Linked DNA regions of Anser cygnoides: region 2 is linked to region 1. Evidence: chromatin contacts called from public Hi-C data. All regions are on one chromosome and are shown on one strand. Each heading gives the region's core, a stretch centred on a gene start, on an enhancer-like site or on the middle of the called end of the contact. The rest is flanking DNA. Distances are from core to core; before and after follow the strand shown. Region 1 holds the start of MAP4K5 (mitogen-activated protein kinase kinase kinase kinase 5). Region 2 overlaps MAP4K5 (mitogen-activated protein kinase kinase kinase kinase 5).

Region 1 (5,092 bases), core at 683-3,182:
CCACTTGAAGAGGTGAGAGGAAAATTCCATTTTAATTTCAGAGCGCTCTCTAGCAAGCCTTGCCCGAGCTCTGAAACAGAACAATAATCAGATATTGACTAAGAAATGCATTTTATAAACACAACTGACAGCCCTCAGCACGCACAAGATGTGCCATCTGTGCTAAGAAGAGACTTAGCATGGACAGAGAAAAATTAAAAGTACAATGCTTGTATATAACTGCTTGCAAGAAAAAAGGTTTACCTTAGTTACTCTTAAAATTAACACCACATCAATGACTTGCAGAAATAAGTTGGCTTTGCATATTTGCCATAAGTGCCTGGGCCACCCTATTCAGTGCTCCCTTGACACAGTTCCTCCCTGTTTGCAGGGCTTTATAAAAACAAAGAGCAAACCAGTGACCTAGAAACAAACGCAGGCTCCTAAACTACTTTAAACTCATTAACTTTATACTTGCTGTAGGGACACAACTCTGGCAAAGGCTTTGATTTAAACTTGTCAGGTTGCTCTATGAGAAGGTTTATTCCTGCCTGGGACCCGTTCAGAGCAGAAGGCACGTTTTTCACAACCCAAAAAAAGGAGGGTTTGGGAGGAGGGGGTGATGTTTTTTTTTTTACAAAGGGCTATGTTTACATGGCACAGAGCAGAGCCATGCATTCAACCAGCTCCGGAACCGGAAACTGTATGACATGTCAGCACAGCTCTCCAGTAATTAGCAGGATAATGAAAAGCAGAATATTTCTTTTTTTTTCCCAACCAAGAGCAAAGGGATGACACAAAAACACTTCTCTGCGACATAGCTCGTCGCTTCTCGTCGTGCTGCCCTGTGCTGTGCCCAAACACGCTAGCTGAAGGCGTGCTGAGTTTCAGATTTAGGGAAACCTGAAATGTCCTTTTTGAGTATTTAGGGCTAGGTTCCCTAGCAGAGAAGCTGACTGATCCGTGCACAGTGCTCTAGGAAAATAAAAAGGTAAATACTCAGTACCTTCAAAACTGTTAAAAAGAACTCCCCGAGGCCATGAGCAACCATTTCAAAGGGGCGGTGGGAACAAGATCCAGCTATAAAACTCCAATTTGAACATTAGCAAAGAGCCCTCCCCCTGCATGCGGCAATTACCAGCGCCTTTCATGTGGCAGAGCAACGCACCTTTTCCTGTACGTTTGGCTGTGCCAGGTCTATTTAAAACACGCTCAGCAGCAGTGCGAAGTGAAACAGCACAGCCACCCTTCCCACGAAGCCGAACATTTCGGATTGCCGTCACACAGGCCGAAAACGCGAACGCTTTCTTTACAAGCGACCCGACTCCTGAAGTTGCTGCGAGCACCCCTGATGCCTACAGAAGGGGCTTGCATCTCCCTGAGAAAAGGACGTGCCATGCCTACACCTTCTGTATCACACAGCTGTGGTTACGGCTGCCTCAGACACGATATGGGCAGTCCCGAGAGCATCTCTCGGGCTCGCAGCGCCAACCCCACGGCGAGCTCTCGCCCAGCTCCGGCTTCTGAAGAGCCGTAATCTGCTTCTGCCTTTCGCGTGCTATTATTAACCTCGGGGATAAACTCGCACCCTTTTTAATCAGGTGCTTTAAACCGAGGGTTCTCAGAACAGGTAGGGCAAGCCAATACCCTCTGCCTTCGGTAGCAGGGAGGCGTAAAAGCGTCGCCCGCAGCCCTCGCGGCCCCGAGCCTCCAGCACCAGCCCGGCGGATCCCGGGGAGGGCAGAAAAGGGCCCTGGCCCCCCTCTCACCTTGTAGACGTCTCCGTAGGTGCCGCTGCCCACCCGCTGGATCAGCTCGTAGTCCTGCTGCGGGTTCCGCCTCAGGATGTCCCCGCTCGGCCGCGCCGGAGGCTCCATCGCGGCGGGCCCGGCAGCCGCGGCCGCCCTCCCTCGCTGCTCGCCCCGCGGGCCGGGGCCGGGGCTCAGCCGCTGGCCCGCATGGCTCCGGCCGAGGGAAGGGGCCGCCCGCTGAGGGCGGACAAAGGCCGGCGGAGGAGCGCTTGGCACGGCCGTTGGGGCCCGGCCGCGGCCGCTGCGCCCTCCCCGAGGCACCGGGGAAGCGCCCGAGGGCGGCGGGCAGCGGCGGGGCAGCGGCGGGGCCCCCTGGAGGCCCGCGGGGAGGCCGGGCCGGGCCCTGCCTGCGCACCCGCGGCCCTTTGTCCCGGCGGAGAGCGAGAGCCTCGGCCTCCTCCGCCTCTCCTCCTCCTCCTCCTCCTCCTGTCCCTCTCCTCCTCCTCTTCCTCCCGCACGCACCGCCGGGACGGGCCAGGCCGGGACGGACGGCACCGGGCCGGGCCTCCGCGACGCCGCAGCGCCACAGCGCGGCCGCCCGCCGCCTGCCCGCCCTCCTCCTCTCCTCCTCCTCCTCCTCCTCCTCCTCCTCCTCCTTCCCTCCCGGCGCTGCCCCGGGCCCTGCTGCTCCCTCAGGCCGTTCCCCGAGGCTCCTGAGGCCGGAGGGGGCAGCACCGTGAGCCCCCCCCCCGGGGGGAGCACCCGGCGTTTGGGCTGCTCCCCGCGTTGTGAGGCAGGAGGAGAGCCTCCAGCCTCGATTCACCGCGTAAATAAACTTATATCTGTGTGTATGCTGCTGCCCAAACCGGGCTGAGCCTTCTGTCCGACGCCTGAGCTGTGTAGGCCCTGGGAGGGCTTATCACACAGCAAAACCCAGCTCCCAGCGCGGGGGTGAGGGCAGTTCACCCGCTGCCACACACCGGGGACATGGGACAAGTCGGGCTTCCCAGATTTTTGTGATCCGGATTGCAACCTCGCAGCCACGTCGTCACGTAACGCTTGTCCTGGGCAAATCGAGGGCCACAGGCGGCCAGCGCGATGATAGTCACGCAAGAAGTAACTCGGGCCTGTTGGGGCTTGTCCCCTTGGGCTCCCAAACTCAGAAACACTTTGAAACTGTGAGATGGCAAGAATGCTGTATCTGCCTTTCCGCCTTTGGAGAATAATTATTTTCGGCAAAATAGCCGAACTTCTGAGCAAAACCCACCTATGGTCTCTTGAGTGCTGAACAATTTAATAAACCAAAAGGCAAGGGCAAGGGTAGAGGAACGCTGGAATTAGCATTAGTCTTTGCTGCACAGTAAAATCATTAAGGCCTAAAAGGAGGTGTGATTTTCTAGGTGCAAGAAATACCACATACTCAACGCAGGAAATATGTTTGCAAAAGCGAGGTAGAAAAAATTAAATGGATGCCAGATGTATAAGCCGTTTTGGTGTTCAGGACACTGGACTGGTTACTTGAGAACAGATTCTGCCCCCTTGGCAGGCAGACAGCCCAACCAGGTCCAATCTGGTCTGTTGACAAAGTAGCTAGGTGCTGATTCCCAGTTTAAAATGGAGTCTGGATTTTTAGCTTACTTCAGCACATTTAGAAATGCCACATGCACGTACCTGAAACAGCACAGGTGATTGCATAAGCTTTTCCTTCGAAACACAGGCTCTCCAGCATAACTCATTAGGATTATTGGGCTGTTTGAGGTTAAACTAAAGACAACTTATGCAGACGCTCGGGAATTGCACAGTCGCATCTGATTTTATTGGGTTTTGATTTATGGGCTCATTTGAAATGGTGTGTTTCAGAAGCAGGCTCAGAAATGTAAACTATCTTGCTTCCAAAGAGGCGGGGAAGCATGTGACTGCTAACTTAAAGAGATTCGCATTTAATTTCCCCTTGTACTCTGAAAGCCTTCTACATCCTGTATATTCTCTCCAACATAAATACGTAAGTTTTCCTGAACACCCAGCAAATAAAGAAAAGAAAAAACTATTTACCCTTTAGGGAGCTGTATTTCCTCTAGCGATTTTTAACAAAACAATTACCTCTCCCCCATAAATTAGCTTCCTGCACTCCTGATAGCGAGCTGTTTGTGTCCTTTTTTTTCCCTCTTCCTTGGCCAAGGGTTCGAGCACCGCTTCTCATTTTACTGATTTTCTGCTCTTGTCAAGACATCAGAAGACAGCACAGGAAAGAGGCCGTTTCGTTTTCCAGTAGCAGATGGTGCATTAAGGCTTGGCCTCCTAGAACGTCCTGCAGATCCAAGGGCCTTCCGATGACTGCAATTTAATGCAAAGCCTCCTTTATCGACCACTGTTTTGCCCTCGCTTGGTTAGTCTTCGCGTCCCACCTGGAGGTTTAGTTTCCTGTAGCACATTGCCAATGCTGTAGAGTGAACTCAGAGACTGCCTCGTGATCCGTGCTTTATTCCATCTTCCCCAGCTGGGTCTCAGGCCCTGCTGGAAGCGCTTCTGGAAAGTGTACATACATAATAGCAGCACCAGGTCTGTATTATTAGAGCCATTTTATGATTACAAAAATTGAGGTAAATGAGTTGTGCACAGCATATGGTCCAAGCCATGGCCTGACACTGCACACTTCCAGCCATCTCCTCCTGCACACACGCTGGTTTCCATTCCGTATTTTCCACCCGGGACCACGCTGCTTTTCTGGTCAAGCACGTTAAGGAATGTGCTTTTATGTAGCATCTTTCATCTGGATGGGTCCCAGCCTTAAAAGGAATGTTAAGTGGTTTTACATAAGGCATTACGTAGGATTAGAGAATGTGATCTGTTTGCATTGTAGTCTTAACAGGAAGAACAGCAAAAGTTATTTAAATGAGACATCTAGATTTATCTGGTAGCGGTCGGTGCAAAAGTGTACCAATTTCTAACTGAGCAGTGCAATAGAGGCGCTTGTAAAAGCAGCACAGTGTGCTGCGTATGTGAAAGCATGTTCATTTTCACATCAGAAACTGAGCTATGAAACATGAGCAAGAAGAAAAAAATTTCAGCCCTACTTTTCATCAGATTGCTGAAGTGTCTTTAATTTCACATAGCCTACTGATCTCACACCAAAGGTGTTCAAAACTATTCCGTGGGATTACTTCATGGTTTCGGTGCATTTGGGTACTAAAATAGATCAGATGAACAGCAATAAGGAAGCCAAAGACTCAGGAATCAGCGACAAGGTCTGCAGCTTTTTCTGCTCATTGATTTGAGCAATACACTCTTTTACATCAAGCTTAATTGTTGAGGCGACAAAGTAGGCTCTCAAGAAATGCTGCAGCGTTTTCACTGTGGGGTTT
Region 2 (4,561 bases), core at 1,822-4,321, 49 kb before region 1:
ATCATCCGGGAGATTTTCCTCGGGATAACTGTTTATTCTTGGCTGCAACAAACAAAAGAGGTGACGATTACCTGGGAAATGGCATCTGGAAGCATACACTTAAAGCAAATTTTAGTTCAAGTCACACTGCTTCTGCATTAGAAAAATAAATAAGTAAATCAGCCTTTGAACAAAGCCGTTTGTCAGAAGAATAATCTAAGAGGTATTCCTTCTCTGATGGAAAAATCCCAGCAGCGGGCACAACGCTGACTGAGAGGCCATTCCGCACAGCATGCTCTCTTTAGAGAGAAAATATCTAAAACTCACTTTGTCTAGAACAGCGCACAAGGCCAGCAGTTCCCAAAGGTCAAGACTGCACAGACTGCAAGTCAGCATAAAATACATGAAGTCAGCTAGCAAATGGTATTTAAGAGAATTTATAACCTACCGAGAGCATCCAACATAAGCACGGCAGAGGCTGCACGAGTGGGGTTTTGCTGCCTAAAACCACAGTCACTTACCTTAGGAGGTAGAGGAGGTGGCCCTGCTCGCTTTAGTGTTGATCTGAAATAAAAAGGCGTAGAAGTTGTCTTAGTTAAATCAACAATATAAATAGACTTGCTTGAGAACAAAGACTGTAAATGATACAAGCCAGACGCATAGAGAAGACTGATCACAGCTTTGCATGAACAGTGTTAAACTAGAAGTCCAAGGGTGGAAAAATAAAAAAGCATGTTAATCTTGTTAGAAGTGTTGTTTTTGATAAACTCATGTTCTTTCATAAACGTAGACATTAGAGAGCGTTCTGTGATGAAGGGTATTGAAATTTTCAAAGCACACATGTTAAAGGACTAGTTCTCTGAAGGCACCCCCCTTCCGCTGCTTGGATTTTACTTTTGCACTCGTTTTTTGTCATAAATTCTTCCTGACAGTGAAAATGCTGCATTTCTGGATCAGCCAGTAAATCACAGAGCAATGTTCTCCCCCAGTTTTTCCCAAGTGACAAAACAAGTTCATTGGACATCTACTAACAGCAACCCCAACTGCACCTGAACTTCGGGCCAACCAACAAAAGGGTTCACAGCCGTTCGGTGCAGCTTGCTGTTTTTCAGCGCAGTTCTGGATCACTCAAACGTCTGGGTAACAGGAGTTGCACAAACCCCCCCAGAGCTCTGCAGGAATATTTGCATGCCCATTGCCGCTATGAGGCCTGGCAGACTAGTCAACACGAAGTCTACTTTCAAGTATTAGGCACTTCCACACATCCTAAAATAACCTCAGGAAGGAGAGCAAAGGAAGAAAGCATTGCTTTGCGTACATTCTCCAGATGATCAGATAAACAGTCAAGCGTGCGTTAGATCTTTGAGAGCAGCCAGCCCTTGCTTCTACGGGTGGCAAAGCTGCCTGCAGCATTTTAGGGGATGCGATTTTGCCAGAACGCTGCCTGCTTAGCGAGAGCCACACGGAGTAAATGCAACTGTACACGAAGGAGGTTCACTCACTCTTCAACATCTTCACTCCCATCGCCAAATTTTGTAAGCAGTCCCCTAGGTGAAATGTTTATAACATTAGGAGCTCTGCTCTAAGGTTGACATGTGCAACCGAACTGATCGGTGACAATACCATTCAGTTTTGTAAAGAGCATCTCCAGCCCTTTACAAAACACGGTGCTTCTCTCTCACTGCATTAAGCCCTTTTCAATTCAGCACAGTCGCTTCCTTTCCCTCCCTCCCTCACCGCCCACCCCCAAGAACCATTTCAGCTCTCTTCCACACAAGATACCATCAACTAATCTTTCCTCTTCCTACATGGTATTTTAAATATTGCTGAAATGCCTAATAATAGAAACAACAAAAAAAAAGAAAACTAAGGAAGTTACAAAAGGAGAAAAGCCTCTACAAAGAAGAAATAGTGGAAAATTGCTTCCTTGAGTGTTGTACGCTCAAGACACAGACTGTTTCCCACAACAGTGGGAACTTTTCTTTCAAAGCCAGCAAAAGGTAAAAAAAGAAATTGTGACTAGAGGATCAGAGAAGCACCGAAAATGTCATTCTAAAACAACAAAAAAATAATTGATCATTACACATCCAAATGCATTCCTTAGTATGCTGTTGTGGTACCGTGAAGTCCAGGCCTCTGCAGTCAGCAGCTCTGCAATGGAAGCAGCAGCTCGCAAGCTGGCTGTCTCGGTGCTCCAGCAGAGGCAGGCTTCTTCGGGCAGCAGAAGCCTGGTGCAACCCAAGACTCTGCAGACAAGTCAGCCTACAGTGCAGACACTCCCAAACCCCACCACCACACACGTCACCCAGTGAGGAATGGCTACAGGGGTAACTAATGGGAAATTCAGAACATATTACCCAAAAACTAATCCAACCACATATGGATTGCTATACAATTTCCCTACAATTTATTTGTTTTGAAGGAAAAGCAGTTGTCACCAGGAGCTAGTAAAAAAAAAGAAAGGCCTACCCATCAGCAAAAAAATACCTCCATAATATAGAAAATCTACACAGAAAGTCATTTAAACTACTACAATAAGGGTGAGAAGAGCCAACGAGTACATTCAATCTTCAGGTACAATTTCTGATATGCCTCTTTCCACTGACATAATTCCCAGATCAAACATAACAATTGCCATTATTCTGATAAAAGCCAAGGGACATGAAAAGCAAGTCCGTCTGTCTGTCTTCGCCCAGCACGCATCCTCTCTTCACATCCCTGGTGTTGTTCTGAATTGCTGGGGACAGAGGAGCTATGCATTTCCTGTTTATCTTTTTAAACTGGAAGTGGATTCCAAGTAAGCGGCACAGACTGACCATCCAGAAGTTTTATGACTATTCTCCTTTCAATCAGAGAGATTGTGTACTGAATCCGTATCTATTTACAAATTTATAGCCCTAGCAACGCTTGCTACAGCTACATCCATTCTGCAATATAGTCTGGTATGGACAATCTTAATAATGGCAGAGAGACAGAACCAAGTCAGTAAGTCACTTCGCAGGGAGGATATGAGGATGAGAAATCAGAGCTTTCCTCCCTCCCTGTTCCTCGACCCTGCAGATTCCAGCTGTCTGCAGAAAACTCACCACTCATGAGAAAGGCTTGCAATCTTTTAGTTCATCAGGGTCACACAAGCAAAGAACATGAACAAAGGAAGGAAAGAAGCCACTGTCATTACTGGACAGAGAAAGGCAGGGTCTAGAAAGCCACCCTGAACTTTTACTACGATGACAGTGAGAACAGAAAAATGGGTTGAACTTAAATAGACCCAAACACCAGCAATCTACGTGACAAGGTCAGCCTTCCAGGGGGCTGGAGTGTCAGCTGACAGGTTGTGCAAGACTTTATCTGCAAAAAAGCCAAAGAAATTTACTGTGTGCTGCTCAGTTCCAAATAAAGATGGGAAAGAGGCTCTTTGAGCCTCAATTATTTGAACTGAAATACCATCTTTCCCTACATATGCGCACCACTATTACTAAACATTCATATCGCTCAACACGAATTCAAAGGTTGCCTTTAAAGGCTGAATCTGGTGGTTTGCAGCAAAAGGAAGCCACATACGTGTTAAATTCAGTCCTAACTTGGACACAGTTGTGCCCCCTTACTTTAGGCCTGCTTTAGCCCGGAGGAAATCAGTTAGAGCATATCTTTGCCTAAAACACTGCACCCCTTAACACTATTACGGCTGTTATTATAGATTGCGCTAAGCAGACACCCACAGCAGCAGCCGCGCAGTCACACCACGAAATCTTCAGAACTGGCTTCTCCTCGCTTACTGGCAAAGACCTGCCCTTCAGCACTGCGAAAATATTTGCCACAGGATGTCACAACTACAGAAGTGGCTCACAAGAGACGTGCAAGGGTAGTGCAGGAGCCTGAACTCAGCCCTTGCAAGGTTTCTGATTTCGCTTCAGAAAATCGGCTTTGGCAATGTTATTTCAGCATGGCAGACATACACGTGTATGCTTTGCTTTCCATCTACAACTGGGAGCTACAATAAATTTAAAATAAACTACTGTTCATTATTAAAAGAGATTAAAATCCATTCTCCAAGACAATGATCAACCAACAGTAGAAGGATGACTGAAAACTGGGTAAAATCTCCTTTGATTTTATAAATATTAAAATAAATTCGGGCTTAAGGTTTGATTTTCCACCTCTATTTATTTCTTTCAGACTATATTTTGATATTAAGTCACAGAAATACAAGATGTTTTAGAACTCTGTACTTACCTGCTGCTTCCACCTTCAACAAAAGGATTCCAATGTGAAGCAAAGTCATTGCCAGCTGCCACCACCTGAGGATGAAGAGATTTTCATTTTTTTTTTCCTATCAAACTGAATCCACAGCACGTGAAGAAGCCTGGGAGATTCCCAAGCTCTGCAGAATGACCCATTAGCAATAAATAAAATTCCAAAGTGAGGTAATGTTTCACAATATAGTTACAAAACAATTACTGAAAAGATATTTTCTTCTTAGATTCAGACTGAAAAGCAGCATCTGGAAATGGTATAATGCCAGTATCAAGTAACGTTAAATAGCATGAAAGCAAAAACTTATGGTGAAAACTCAGTAAGGATT

What was found. Hi-C and Micro-C count contacts between places; a contact is called where the count stands out from the background.
Region 2: a contact with region 1 is called in a Hi-C map of liver, with 1.6 times the contacts expected there. The contact joins the enhancer-like site here to the promoter of MAP4K5 in region 1. A contact is called at or near these places in 2 of 7 Hi-C or Micro-C datasets (both in liver).

Annotation. Positions count from the first base shown.
Region 1 is chr5:64,063,473-64,068,564 of Taihu_goose_T2T_genome, reverse strand. It overlaps MAP4K5 (mitogen-activated protein kinase kinase kinase kinase 5), which reads right to left and starts at 1,932. Exons shown (of 31, transcript XM_066997419.1): 1 at 1,749-1,932. The coding sequence starts at 1,856.
Region 2 is chr5:64,113,696-64,118,256 of Taihu_goose_T2T_genome, reverse strand. MAP4K5 (mitogen-activated protein kinase kinase kinase kinase 5) reads right to left here. Exons shown (of 31, transcript XM_066997419.1): 15 at 4,213-4,277; 16 at 501-543; 17 at 1-42. Among named protein-coding and RNA genes, the nearest start is that of CDKL1, 22 kb to the left of the region's middle. Within about 2 kb of position 3,071, at least 2 of the 3 cell types and tissues checked have open chromatin away from gene starts, as enhancers often do. A contact at or near this core is called in liver, where this site is marked.